2 separate regions of the Ovis aries genome follow, and region 1 is linked to region 2. Evidence: chromatin contacts called from public Hi-C data. All regions are on one chromosome and are shown on one strand. Each heading gives the region's core, a stretch centred on a gene start, on an enhancer-like site or on the middle of the called end of the contact. The rest is flanking DNA. Distances are from core to core; before and after follow the strand shown.

Region 1 (6,683 bases), core at 2,013-4,512, 190 kb after region 2:
CTGACCCTGCCAAGTCCTAGAGCAAAATAAATGATCATTGTTCTTCTAAGCCATTAAGTTTTAGGGCAGCTTGTTACACAGCGAAAGATAATGGGAAACACCTACCCCTGTAGGGTTGTGGTGGGGTAGATGAACGTGTTGGTTGGCTAGCGCTGCCAGAGCAAAACGCCATGGACTGGGTGACTCAAGAGAAATTGATTCTCCCCCCTACGGTTCTGGAGGTTGGAGTCTGAGATCAAGGTGTCAGTAGGGTTGGTTCCTTCTGAGACCTCTCTGCTTGGCTTGGAGACGGTGGTCTTCCTCTGCACATCTGTGTGCTAATCTCTTCTTCTAAGGATACCAGTCATACTAGATTAGGGCCCATCCTAGTGACCTCGTTTTAACAATCTGGCCCATAAGTCAATACACATGAAATACTTAGAACCTCATACAGAATAAGCCCTCAATAAATGGTAGCTGTGTTATTATTCCAGCCATGACCCCTACCACCACCACTGCCATCTCTGTGGCCTTGAGTCACATACACTCCCTTCCTCCAGCCCCAGGAGGTCCAGGCCTCCTCTTAGGCTGTCTCCTCATCAGCCTGCTGCACCCAAACCTGTGGTCCGCCTACCCCAATCCTTCCTGTCTCAGGAGGCTCAGCTCCTTACCACCGCTGCCAGAGCTTCTCTGCCTTCCCCTCTTTCTCCTTTAAGTTCCTGCAGCTTACCTGGGGGCTCTTCCTGCTGATCGTCCTGGTCTGCTGTGTCTGAGAAGCCCTGTCTTTTTTGAACTGTGCCTCTGTTCTGTTTTCTAATATAGAAATAGTGTTTTTTATCCCCCCGATTATAAAAATAAGTTGTGCTCAGTTTATAAAATTCAGACAGTACAGAAAGGTTTAAAAAGAAAGTGAAAATCACCTAGAGTTTGTGACTTAGTAGTCTCATTTGTATCTTTCTGAAATTTTCATATGTGCGTATATAGTGTGTGTCAATATATTTCGTGTGTGTGTTTTTCTTGCTTCTAGGACAATACTGTAGGGTGTATCATTGATTTAATTGCATACCTTTAGGGAAAAAAGAATTACTGCATTAAACATTTATGGTCTTTGTTATCACACACTGATTTCACACGGTTGAAATGTGAAAAATATGTACATCTTAGATTCAAGAAAATATTATATAAACATATATCTATGTTTTTTGAAAAATGGAAATCTATGAATACTATTTTATCATCTACTTTTTAAAAAATCTAAACAACAAAGCTTGAGTCATCTTTCCTCATCAATAAAGTGATACCACCATCATCAGTTTAAATGGCTGCATGCTGCTGCTGCTAAGTCGCTTCAGTCATGTCCGACTCTGTGCGACCCCAGAGACGGCAGCCCACCAGGCTCCCCCATCCCTGGAATTCTCCAGGCAAGAACACCGGAGTGGGTTGCCATTTCCTTCTCCGATGCATGAAAGTGAAAAGTGAAACTGAAGTCGCTCAGTCGTGTCTGACTCCTAGCGACCCCATGGACTGCAGCCTACCAGGCTCCTCCGTCCATGGGATTTTCCAGGCAAGAGTACTGGAGTGGGGTGCCATTGCCTTCTCCGAAATGGCTACATAGTATTCCATTAAATTGCTTTATGATAATACATTCATTCCTCATTGAAAGGCATGAATTTTTATTATCATTCTGATACAAACACATTTATAGATCCTTGTTCTTATTTTCCTCTAAGATAAATTCTTCCAATCAGCACTTCTGGGCAGGAGAATTGAAGCTCTTTGCCCAAGACTTTGCTCCACCAGCCATGGGCTCTCCAAGGACACAGACTGTCCCTGAATCACCTGTGGGTCCTTAAGCACAGGGTTCCACCACAGTGGGGACCTAGGAACAGTCAACATGTATCAGTTTCCTAGTAATAACAAGTCAGGTAGGAGACAGACCTCACATGAATACCTTGACTGGAACCGATATGTGATTAACTGAACTTGCTGCACTTGAGATTTAAAAAAATAAAGAGCATAATTTTGGGGGTTTCAAATCCCAGCATGGCTCCTAAGTGTGTGCCTTCATCTCCTGGAGCCTCGGTGTCCCCATCTGTATAGGGGAGATAATGCTACATTCTTGGCAGGCCTGTATGGCTGGGTCTCTGCCCTGATTCTGCACGGTGTCTCAGAGGATGGAGAACCTGGGCATGGCCCCTCCCAGCCACTGCTCTCCCAAGGGAGTCCACCCCTGGGGAGATCTAGAGCTTAAGGTGGGGCAGGGAGGAGGATGCCTAAGGGCTCCAGGGCCTCCGAGAACCAGAGTGAGAACAACTATGCCTCAGTGGGCACTGGGATCCATTGGTGAACTTGGCCCCAAGAGGCACAGACCATGCAAAACTGCTATGGAGGTGGGGATAGGGGTCCCTTGAATTTCTAAGAAGATAAGGACTCAGAGCTGCTATTTGCTGACGACTCATTATGTGCCAAGCACTTATGTGCTTTATATACGTTCTTTAATTGCATCCTTTCTGCAGAATAGAAATTACAGCCCCACTTTACAGAGCATAAAACAGACTTGGAGAATGACTGGACCAAGATCTCACCCAATCCTTCTACAATGAGCTAACTGTTACATTCTTCTGCTTATGAACATCTTCAGGGAGTGTCTCCCCAGGGCCCTTGGGAAAAAGTCCTCACCATGGCAACCTGGGTTCCTGCATGAAAAGTCTGGTTCTCTAGACCCCTCCAGCTTCACTCACACCCCTTACCTCTTAGTTCTTGGCTCTAAGTGCTTGGTTTTCACAAAATACAAACTCCCTCCTGCCTCAGGGCCTTTGCACAGCTCTTCCACTGTCTTTAGCTACTTGATATCTACTAATCCTTCCAAGTTCAGCTCAGATTCACCTTCTCAAGGAAGCCTTTCATAACAGTCCTCATCTATCCTACTTTGTAACACATACACTTATCATCATTAGGGTGGATCATAGGAAATTGCCCATAGTTGTCCACTTTGGACTTATACTAATGGCAATTTCCTATTCAAACTGATAAACATTTACTGTGTGGTCCCTTCAGCGTCAAGCTCCCCAGCACCTAGGAAATGCTCACCACTAATACAGGGCTCACCACTGCATCATCCCAGCACTATTCTTGGACACAGAATAATCTCAAGACATTTTGGTAAGTGAATGAATAATGAAGTTGCAGGTTGGGATTGAGTGTGGTCTCTCTGCTGAGTTTAAGTAACTTGGTACCCAGCCTACACTAACATGGGGCCTCCTGCCCACCACTTGGCACTGGTAACAGGTGACAGAAACACAGGCCAAGGGAGGCAGCCCAGGCCCTGCGGGGTGGACAGCACTAGCTCATATTAGCTGGCTCCAGCTGCCACCCGATCTGACCCCAGTTCTCCAGGACCATGTCTGGTCTCACTGGGAAGTGGACAGAATGGCAGTCAAGCTCATCTAGACAAAGAGATCCAGGTTTGGGGGCGAGACCTCAGAGCTCCCCAGTTTCATCCCCACTGTCCAGCATTCCAGCCTTGTGGCCTGTGCACTGTGCCCCTATAGCCACATGGTGGCAGTGTTGGCACCAACTGGGCTCCAGTGCTGCCGGAGCCTCAGCCTGGCTCCTGCAAGATGCCCTTGGAGGTCGCGTTGCCCGAAGAGGGGCTGCACAAGATGGGCTGCGAGTGTATGCTTGTTCCAACATGTGTGAATGCCTGTGTGTGGGGGGAGTCAGGGGGACCCGGGTACCTAGGCACAAACCTGTCTTAGTATTTCTGTATGTAGATGCGTCCACGGGCCTGCCGGCACCCACATTCATCGGCTGTCTTTGTGTCTCTGGCTCTGTCCCAGTGTCCCTGTGTGTGTGCGTGATTGTGCCTAACAAGGTGCGTGTCTGACTGCATGTGGTCTCCTTCTGCCTCCACGCACTTCTCAGTGTGTCTGTCTTTGCTTTGTGATGGCGCTGATTGATCTGAGGGGTGTGTGTGAATATGTGTGTGTTTCCCTGGGCCTCTGGGCACAATGCAGAGAGAATAGTTGAGGCGTGCATGCATACACACCTGTGTATGTCTAGGTACCAGGATACACCAGGGGCAGGGGCTTCCCAGAGACCCCCCTCCTCCGGCCCCTGTCCCTCCCCCTGTTACTTGCATGGACAGCTACTAATTCTGACTCCTCAGCCCCTTGCCTTGGGCACCCCCTTGGAGTACCCTGCCCACCCCCTACCCCACCCTTACAGCTTTCTCTCTGGTGTCTCTTCCACCAAACACCAGCTCCCGGAGACTCAGACATCCATCCGGGGCACCGGGTGTGTGTGCACTGGTATAGCGGTGAGCATAGCTGCCTCCCAGGTGCAGGGCCCAGGTCACCTCCTCACCCCATTACCCCCACAGAACCAAACCTGATCTGCCTGCAGCCAGGCAGGCTGGGGTCCTACCGTAGCTCCCCTCCCTGGGATGCTGCACCTTATCTCTAGGTCCCAGGTGGGTCCCAAAAGAACAGACTTCAGGCTTTAGTGGGTCTCCATTCTCAGACTAGAGGTGCCTGGAGCCGGGGAGCTGCCTCTCCCCTCTGACCTCAGGGAGGAACCACGTCTGATTCTCTGGTCCTGGAGGGACCCCACCTCTTGCCCTGCCCAGGCATGGATGCCAGTTCCCTCCCAGGACTCCCTCCCTCTGGACAGGCAAGGGCCCAGGGTGCCACGTCTGGCCACCCTTCCCCCGTGGTTATTAATAATTGGGTATTAGGCGAGAAGTGACTATTGATTCTGGCGCAGGCGGCTCCGGGTCGGGGTAATTTATGGAAACACTGGCGTCCCTGGTGATAAATAATGAGGTGATCGCAGAGACGGGTCACTAGTGAGTGGCCTCCAGCCCACTGCCCTGTCCACTCACACACAGGCTCATAAATGGAAGGAGAGAGGGAGAGAGACCCCGGGCAGGCCATAAAGACAAAGGACACGTGGGGAGAGGCGCCAGGAAGGCAGGAGAAGCAGAAGCACAAGGCCGAGGGGGCCGTGTGGAGGGGCTGGCGGGAAAGGGGCCGGGATTCACCAAGAGAAGGACAGAATGACGGACAAGGACAGGGACACAGACCGAAAGCCAAGGCAGGGGAGAGAGGAGGCAGAGGTGAGGACATGGAGATGGGCAGGGACAGAGAAGAAAAGACACACAAAGCCAGAGAGACCGAGAAACAGAGAGAACTGGGCTGGGCAGGGCAGGGACAGCAAGGTGGAGGAACGGGGACAGCGGCAGACGGACAGATCGTGGTACGGAAGGCTGATTGCACCGAGTGCCTGCCACATGCTGGATCTGCTCAGGGTTCTCACTGCATCGTCCTGGCAGCCGCAGGACTGATTCAGAGTAGGGACTCCAGAGCCAGCCTGCCAGGGTTCAAATCCCAGTTAGGGCAGGTCGGTTCACTCACAGGTGTTCAGTACAACCATCTGGAATGTGGAGCCAACATCCCCCTGCCAATGGCGGTTGAGGAGAGATGAGGCCAGTCTGCATCTATGCCCTGGGGCACCAGTGGCTGGCCCTGATGGGTGCTCCAAAAGCATGCTGTCCTAGCTCCTGTCAGTTTAACACAATTCTGTGTGATTTCACTCTCTTCTGTTTTATGGGGTGTCGCGTTTACCATGAATGAACTGGGGGGGAATGAGATTCGGTCTGAAGCTCTGGTAAGACTCCCCGCAACAAGCGGGGTTTCCTTTGGGCACCGAGGTAGAATTAGAAGACAAGGTATTCCAGGTGACAGTTCATGCAGAAACATCATAAATTTCAAGGTTGAAAGAACCCTTGATGGCCTAGAGCAGCAGTCCCCAAGCTTTTAGGCACCAAGGTCCCATTTGATGGAAGACAGCTTTTCCACCAACTGGCGGTGGAGAGATGGCTTCGGGATGACTCAAGCACATAACATTTACTGTGTACTTTATTTCTATTATGATTACATCAGCTCCACCTCAGATCATCAGGCCTCAGAGCCCCGAGGTCGGAGACCCCTGACCTCGAGCATCCTCTAATACCTGATGCCCTCCAGAATATCTCCCCCAGCGTCACCACCCAGCTTTAACTTGGCCACCTATAGGGGTAGGGGGCTCACTACCATCCTTGGGGAACTCTGATTCTGAGAAGGTCCTACTTCAAAGATCAGCCTTTCTCTGCTGCCCCCACTGCTCCCACCCTCTTGCCCACTCCAGATCAGCTCCCCAGAGCTTTGAGTCAGCAACTAGGAGCTCTTCACAGCACTCCTCCACGCCCCACTTTCTGATCATCAGAGGCAACCACTCTCAGCTGCTCCAAATATTCCCCCTGGGCCTGCCAGCCAGTCCCCTCCCAGCGCTGGCTGCTCTCCTGGACGCTCCGGGGGCTGAGCCAGGGACCTGCTCTGGGCTGAGCAGGGCAGACGGGTCTGGACTATTCCCTCCACCCTGGTACACAGTGTTCAGACCCTGCTCTGAGGTTTCTTGGAGAGGTACCAGGGGCTGCCTCTCCTCTTCCACCTCCTCTGTGGTTTGTCCCATGCAGTAAAAAGGGTGAAAACCCTGAGGCTCCGGGCTGTCGCGGCTGCCGCTCCGACAAGCAGCAGCTTAGAGCAGCTGGTGCTACTGCCGTGTGTCCCGCGTGTCCTGGCCCTGCCGCCCTGCCATCAGGTGGCCTTATGAGATCCTTTGACCTGGGGAACCCCCACTTTCTTCCAGCATAAGCCTGTGTGTGA
Region 2 (6,689 bases), core at 1,110-3,609:
CCTGTGACTGACAACTTGCTGGAAGCTGACAAATCACCGGAAGATTTCTGAACAACTCGGAGCAGTGCCGCACACCTTATAAGGGAGGCTCAGCCCCCGCCTGACGGGGGAGAGGCTCCCAGGAGGCTGCGCCCTGTGGCTCCGGGAGGGAAGACGACATTTCCTCCCGGGGCGAGGGGTGGGGTGGGGGTGGGGTGACAGTGTCTGTGGAGGGTCACAGGACCTCAGACTAAGGCCTGAGGTCTGTGGGAGCAGAGTTAGGGGGCAGCTCCCCCCTGGCAACCCCCAGCCAGCAGAACGGGCAGAAGGAGCTGCTGGAACCAGTCCGGCTGCACCACACAGGGCTCTCCACCGCCACCCCGCAGGCCCCAAGCTCCGACCCACTGACACTGGTTCTGGATGAGGTGAAGGAGGCCAGGCTAGAAGCACTGGGCACGGTGTGAGCAGACCCGGGTGTCAGGCGCCCAGTGTAGCACCCCATGGGCAAGGGGTCTGCAGCCCTAACGTGCAGGCCAGCTGAATCTGGATTCCTGAAGATGGGGCTGGAGAGTGGGACACATTTCTTAACGGGCTAAAGAAGAACCGCTGAAGGCCTGAAAAATCCACTTGCTGTTTGCATCCTTCCAGCGATTGGGTGCACACGGCCTCCTAAGCTGGCTCCTTTAATGCCACGGGGTTTTCACCCTTGGTAAGTTCTCTTTACTGACTTTAAAAGGTTAAGCCCAAATCTACCTCCTGTGACTTCAGCCCAACTCCAGGGGCTCCCAATGCCCCAGCCCCACCTGGAGGCACTTCTACGCTCCCTTCTACACGGTAACCATTCGGACATCTGAAGCCAGCTGTCCCATCTTTACTCAGATCAAAACTCAGCGATTCCTCGCACTCAAGCTCACTGCTCGATTTGCGTTAACTTCTACAAGGTGACCTGTCCCATTGTGCGCATAAGGCTGCATTCATTCCACGCACCCAAGGCTGTGCCCGCTTCACACAGACTGCGGCTAAGCCAGGTCTCCTCCGTTTGGCTCCCGCGCAGTTGGATGTTTTGAACCGTGGGGGGCCCTGTCCGTTTTCACCCATCACCTTTCATCTTCTGGATGAGGCAGGATGCTCTGACTATAGAGGAGACGTGGGGTATTGATTCTGCCATTCAGCACATCAGCTCTCCCTAATGACTCTGTGTCATCTGCACATTTGATAAGCATGCCTCTGATGTCTTTATCAAGCTACGGGTTCTACTGTTCTGCAAGCCGGGGGGCAACAGCTCACCAGGGCCCCTCCTGGGAGGGCACAGAGCCGTTCCCTCTCCCACACGCTGGGGCAGCTGGCGCTCCATCAGTTGCAGGTCCTCCTGCCTCCCTGAGATTTTCCAGACCTTGGTACCAGCAGAAGCTGAAACTTCTCCTCCTGGCAGAATCACATATGAGGGCTGGGGTGGGGGCTGCCCAGGCTGAAGGGGGAAGGAAGGTGCTTGCTCTGTCTGCACCCATCTCGCTATCAGAAGGGCCAGGACCCAGGGACACCAGTGTTTGCTCACACACACCGGGCTGACCCAAAAATCTGAAGCCAGCCCGGGAGGCGGGTGGGCACGTAAGGATCATGTCTGAGGCCCATGGCCAGGCCCAGCCTGCTGGTCAACGTTCGTGAAGCAGATGGCAGAGAACGGAGCAGCGCTGGGGCCCAGGGAGAAATGGAGGCTCCAGGCCCCCGCGGGAGAAGTGACACGCCCTTCTTCACATGGGTAAAACTGCCAAGAAACAAGTGGAGAGATGTGCGTGTGAGAGAAAGATTCGCTGGACGAGGAAGAGGAGCTCTGCCAACACACCTTATCCTGGATCTTGCCATGAGCTTCAAACACTCTGCCCCATTCGCCGGATACAGCCGAGGGGCCTGCCCATCCTGAAAGGACACCACCACGTCTGGCCCCGCAGCTGGCATTCTCTGCAACAACAGGGAAGAAACGGGCAGGAAGCACGCGTTCAGCGGGGCAGTACCTGCCTCTGGAAGGAGAAGGCGGTTCTGTCAGGACCGTGAGGTCTTTGGATGGTAACCGACCATCTTGCCAACTGCCCCTTTGGGCTAAGATCAACAGGGGTGACAGCTCTCCAAAAAACGACTGGAAGTTATTTGAAACTTGAGTTAACAACAAAAGAAATGAAGGCAGAGAGCACGCTTTTGGCTCTTGAGACATAAGCTCAGAGGCAACAAGCCCTGCTACTGGCTCTCCCTGGCTTCCTTCCCGCCCCCAGGGAAAGGCGAAATTGGGAAAATAGCCCGCCGCCCTTGCTTCCAACAGCCTGCCCGTCCTCCAGCCTCCTCCACACTTGGTCAGTAGAGGGCACTGCCTCACCACGCTCTCACCGCAGCCCTGGCTTTGCAACTTGATCCCTGCGTCCACACAAAGACCACAGCTGAGGCATTGCTTGTGCTTTCACAAGAGAAAGCAGCAGCGAAACACAGACTTCGCTTTTTTGTGATATGATAGCACTTACGTAAAAAGTACACAGGAAAACAACTTGAAAGAAATATACCCAAAGGTAACGAGCCTTTGCTTACTGGAATCAGAATTTGTCTTTTTTTTCTTTGATTATTTTCTATGCTGTTTTCTACCAGCTTGTCTTCCTCTCAGAATCAGAAAAGCCTGAGGAGTCTTCAGGGGCTCACGAGTCATCTGCGGTTGGGGTTGGGGAGGCCGCAGCATGGGGTCCCAGGCTGTTGGAGAGGCATTTCCTGCATAACTGAATGTGTCTGCACCTGGGCTGAGCTCAGGGAAGTAACAGACACTAGACACAGTCCCCGCCTTCCAGAAGGTTACTTGATCACAAAGTGAAGGGGTAACGGCTGAGAAGGCTCTGAGGGCAGAGCCTGGCACAGGGTATTCAGGGAAGGCTTCCTGCAAGAGGCAGTATTTGAGCTGACACCCGAGGCAGGGAATGCGAGACATATCGGACGCACAAGCGTCCACATGAACAAAGGCGCAGAAGCACAAAACAGGAAAGGAAAAACAGGCTGCTGGTTCTAAGTTGGAGGCTTTTGGACGAGAGAGACCATTCCTGGGAACCAGGCACAGAGGCCTCCATTCCACAGGCCCCCTGCAGGCCCCCAGTGGGAACACAAGTGTCACCCACAGCTCTCTGCCAGAGAGAAAGCTGCCAGGTTCCTCTGCTGGACAGATCATAGGATCTGAAGCCACACGGAATAACACACTCATCACTTCACAGATCTTCAGAGGATACTCTGAATTATCAGCATTTCATTAAAAAAAAAATCAAACACATGCAATAGGAAAACAATACAAAAACTGAAGAACATTAAAAAAAAAAACAAAACCCTGTTGAATTAGGAGGCTCATAGGTGTGTGGGCCACCTATAAATGACTGCACAATGAGAGAGGAGGCTTGGGACAGAAAACGGAAGCGTTAATGTAACATTCAATTATCCTACTGCACCCTGGCTGACTTAACTCAGTCAAATTAGAATACATTTTATATTGACTATTTTGACATTTATTTGGCAAGTAAAACGAAACTGATCCAATTTTCTTGCAGCCATTGTAAAACATAAACGGAACAACAAGAGGTTATAAAATACACAAGCCTTACAAGGCTCCTTCTGACGTGCTACCCCCAGCTTAGACCCTCTGTGGCCTGTGTTCCTGCAACCCCTGGCTTCAGTTCCCAGTGACTGTGCTCTCGTGCTGACCGGCTAGCTTCTGGGCGGGAAGAGGGCACTCCTCCTGCCTTAACTAGGGTAGTGGAGCTCTTTATCTCACAAAAAGTTAAACCTGCCCAGAGGCGGCGCCTATTTCTAGGCCCTTCCAGACCATATGACGTCAACAGGGAGCAGCTGTAACCTCTCCGAGGTGATGGGTCCGAGCCGACCCCGGGCACAGGCGATGGGTCCAAGTCAACCCAGGGCACACATGATGGGTCTGAGCCGACCCTGGGCACACGTGATGGGCCCGAGCCGACCCCAGGCACACATGATGGGTCTGAGCTGACCCCGGGCATGTGTAAGGGGTCTGAGTTGACCCTGGGCATGTGTGAGGGGTCTGAGTTGACCCCGGGCATGTGTGATGGGTCTGAGCTGACCCTGGGCACGTGTGATGGGTCCGAGCCGACCCCAAGCACACGTGATGGGTCTGAGCCGACCCCCAGGCACGTGTGATGGGTCTGAGCCGACCTCGGGCACAGGTGATGGGTCTGAGCCGACCCCGAGCACATGTGAAAGTGATCACAGCTGTGACGGTGCTTGGGGCAGTGAGAGAGGAACTCCAAAGGGCTGAACTGAGCTGCTTGAGCCTCATACTCCTAAAGACACAACTCTGGGAAGCTCTGGGGAGCTGTTCACTTCTCTTCACCTCGAAGTGAAACTAGAACCTACTTCTCAAGTTTCAGGTGAGGCCAGGGATAGTTACGATTAACCACCACTCTTGGTGTGTGAACCTATCTTGAGCGAGAAACACCTGTCTTTCAGAAAAGTCCTGAAGGACAGGCCTCTGAGCTGCCAGCTCCGGCAAGCACGTTCCCCTGAAGGCAGGGGAGGCTCAGCGGAGAACAGGGCGTGAGGGACCAGCCATGCCGCTCTCTCCTCTGACTTCTGGGGTGCAGGGTGTGGACCTTGGGGTGTGTGCAGGGGCAAGCGCCCAGTAACGGCTTTGTCCTGACCGATTCTGTCACCGCTGTTCGCCCAGATGGAAGCTCTGAGACCCCCTCTCGTTAACGCTCATCCACCTCCAATGGCTCTGCCTCACCACTTCTTACCTGCTCGTTTACTTTTGTAATTCCTTTCTCAAGTTCAGTCCATCATTGCTGTTTGCTCCTTGTCCTCAAATAATTTACTGCTAACGATGCAGAGGTTTTTGATCAGATAGAAAGTGTTGAGACTACTACTCAGGTAATCTGCTATTACCAGATTTCTGCTCCGGCGGAAATGAGGTTAAATCAGGTACAGAGACCAGTCTGCTCAGCCACGTTTCTTTGTGGAAACAACTATTAAAATGAACAGCCCTTGAAAAACTTCTCGCTATTCTCTCATACCCAAACTACCTGTTTCTTAGTCTGCACCTCTTTGGGAAAAGAACCAATATGGAAATGAACAAAACCACTTACCAACTCTGCTACAGTGAAACGAGTTGCTGGCTAAGGCAGAGAAGGAACTCCACCTTCCATGGCTAGCCTTCCTAACAGCAAGGCTACAGATCATGTGACTGGTTGCAGCTATGAACTCTTTAGAATAACAAGCCCATTTTAAGCTGCATATTCTGCTGTTTTAGAAGCCTGCAGAATATGTACCACAGAATGGCTTTTACATTCATGTAATGCGAAGATTTCTAACCGGTTTTGCAAAATTTCCTCTAAAGGTATATTGCTCCGACAGTGTTTCTGCAGATCCTAAGTGGAGGTGTTTAAGAAGTTACGCAGGGGGACCCAAGACCACATTCCTCTGGGACATGCATAACAGAACCGTGCCACGGACAGGGCCTCACCTGGGAAGGTTGGGGGCTGGGGTGGAAGCGACGGATGATGGGGAAGGCGTTGTGGGTTGAGATGAATCATGATTTCGTGGTACTCGGCCCATTCGATACCAGATCCCCATGCTGTTCAGCTCCCTTTAAGAGAAAAGAGAAATCCTCATGGAGGTGGTTTAACATAAAATGACCTGAGCAACAAAGCAGACTGACTCATTTCAGAGGGTCATGGCCTCAGACCTCAGGGAGTCGACTCTGGCCCGCCAAGGTGTCACGGTGCAGAGCCTGAGGTGATGGCAACTGTCCCAACCCCGTAAGCCTGTCGGGCGTGGTCATCTTGCTCCATCCTGGGGCCTGCCGTCCTACGTATATGCTGTCAACGTGTTCCTCGGTTCTGAGTCTGCAAAATTCTTTTTACTTTGTCATTTCATTGAGGGTATTTGTGCCATAATCCACTTCAAGAGGGCAGACCACCTGTGCCTGGTGCTGAACTGCCAGAACGGGCCCCACCCAGCTCCAGGCCACGCCCCTCCTCCAGGATAAGGCACCTCACTGTCCGTCATTCTCAGGGCCTGTCTGGGAGACATCTTTGCATCACAAAGTGCTAGGCTTGTGTCCCATGAACCACCACAACTGAGGGTGGTGATGGAGGGGCTGACAGCTGGCCATGTCTGGCTTCCTGTTACTTGACCGGCACACCTGCCCAGCCCCACCCCACAGTCAGGTGTCCATGAGACAGGTGTACTCTTTGGAATTGTAACCGGATTATCTCAGCCACATCCAACTTCCGACTTCTCGGCTGCCCCATAGATCCACATCTTGGGATGTAGAGGAAGGTCATCTCTCCAAAAAACGAGGACAGATTTGTTCAGTGGATTCTTCTGGTAGCTTTTCTGTATCAGTACACTGCAGGAACTATTCTCAACCAGTCATGTCTTATTAGTTGGTTGAGTCTAATCAGCTGCACTGACTTTGCCACCTCTCGGTCACGGCCACAGTCAGGCCTTGGAGGAGCTGTTCCTGGTCTGAGGTTTCTGTCCCTCACAGCCGACAACCCCAAACCTTTGCAAAGTAACCTGTAGGGCTGTGCCCATTTTCAAGAAAAAGTGACTTAAGAGTTCTAAACACTGAAATTGTCTTCCTCTGGAATAGAATTTTTGCCCCAAGATGAAACAAAAATATACTTTATTTAGCAATCTTCTCAAAATGATATAAGAAAAGG

What was found. Hi-C and Micro-C count contacts between places; a contact is called where the count stands out from the background.
Region 1: a contact with region 2 is called in a Hi-C map of hypothalamus, with 4 times the contacts expected there. The contact joins two enhancer-like sites. A contact is called at or near these places in 2 of 16 Hi-C or Micro-C datasets (hypothalamus and tail adipose tissue).

Annotation. Positions count from the first base shown.
Region 1 is chr3:9,900,164-9,906,846 of ARS-UI_Ramb_v3.0, forward strand. No RefSeq gene overlaps it. Among named protein-coding and RNA genes, the nearest start is that of TRNAC-ACA, 5.8 kb to the left of the region's middle. Within about 2 kb of position 3,263, at least 6 of the 54 cell types and tissues checked have an H3K27ac peak or open chromatin away from gene starts, as enhancers often do. A contact at or near this core is called in hypothalamus, where this site is marked.
Region 2 is chr3:9,707,227-9,713,915 of ARS-UI_Ramb_v3.0, forward strand. MVB12B (multivesicular body subunit 12B) reads right to left here. Exons shown (of 14, transcript XR_009600100.1): 6 at 5,486-5,608. Among named protein-coding and RNA genes, the nearest start is that of MVB12B, 89 kb to the right of the region's middle. Within about 2 kb of position 2,360, at least 10 of the 54 cell types and tissues checked have an H3K27ac peak or open chromatin away from gene starts, as enhancers often do. A contact at or near this core is called in hypothalamus, where this site is marked.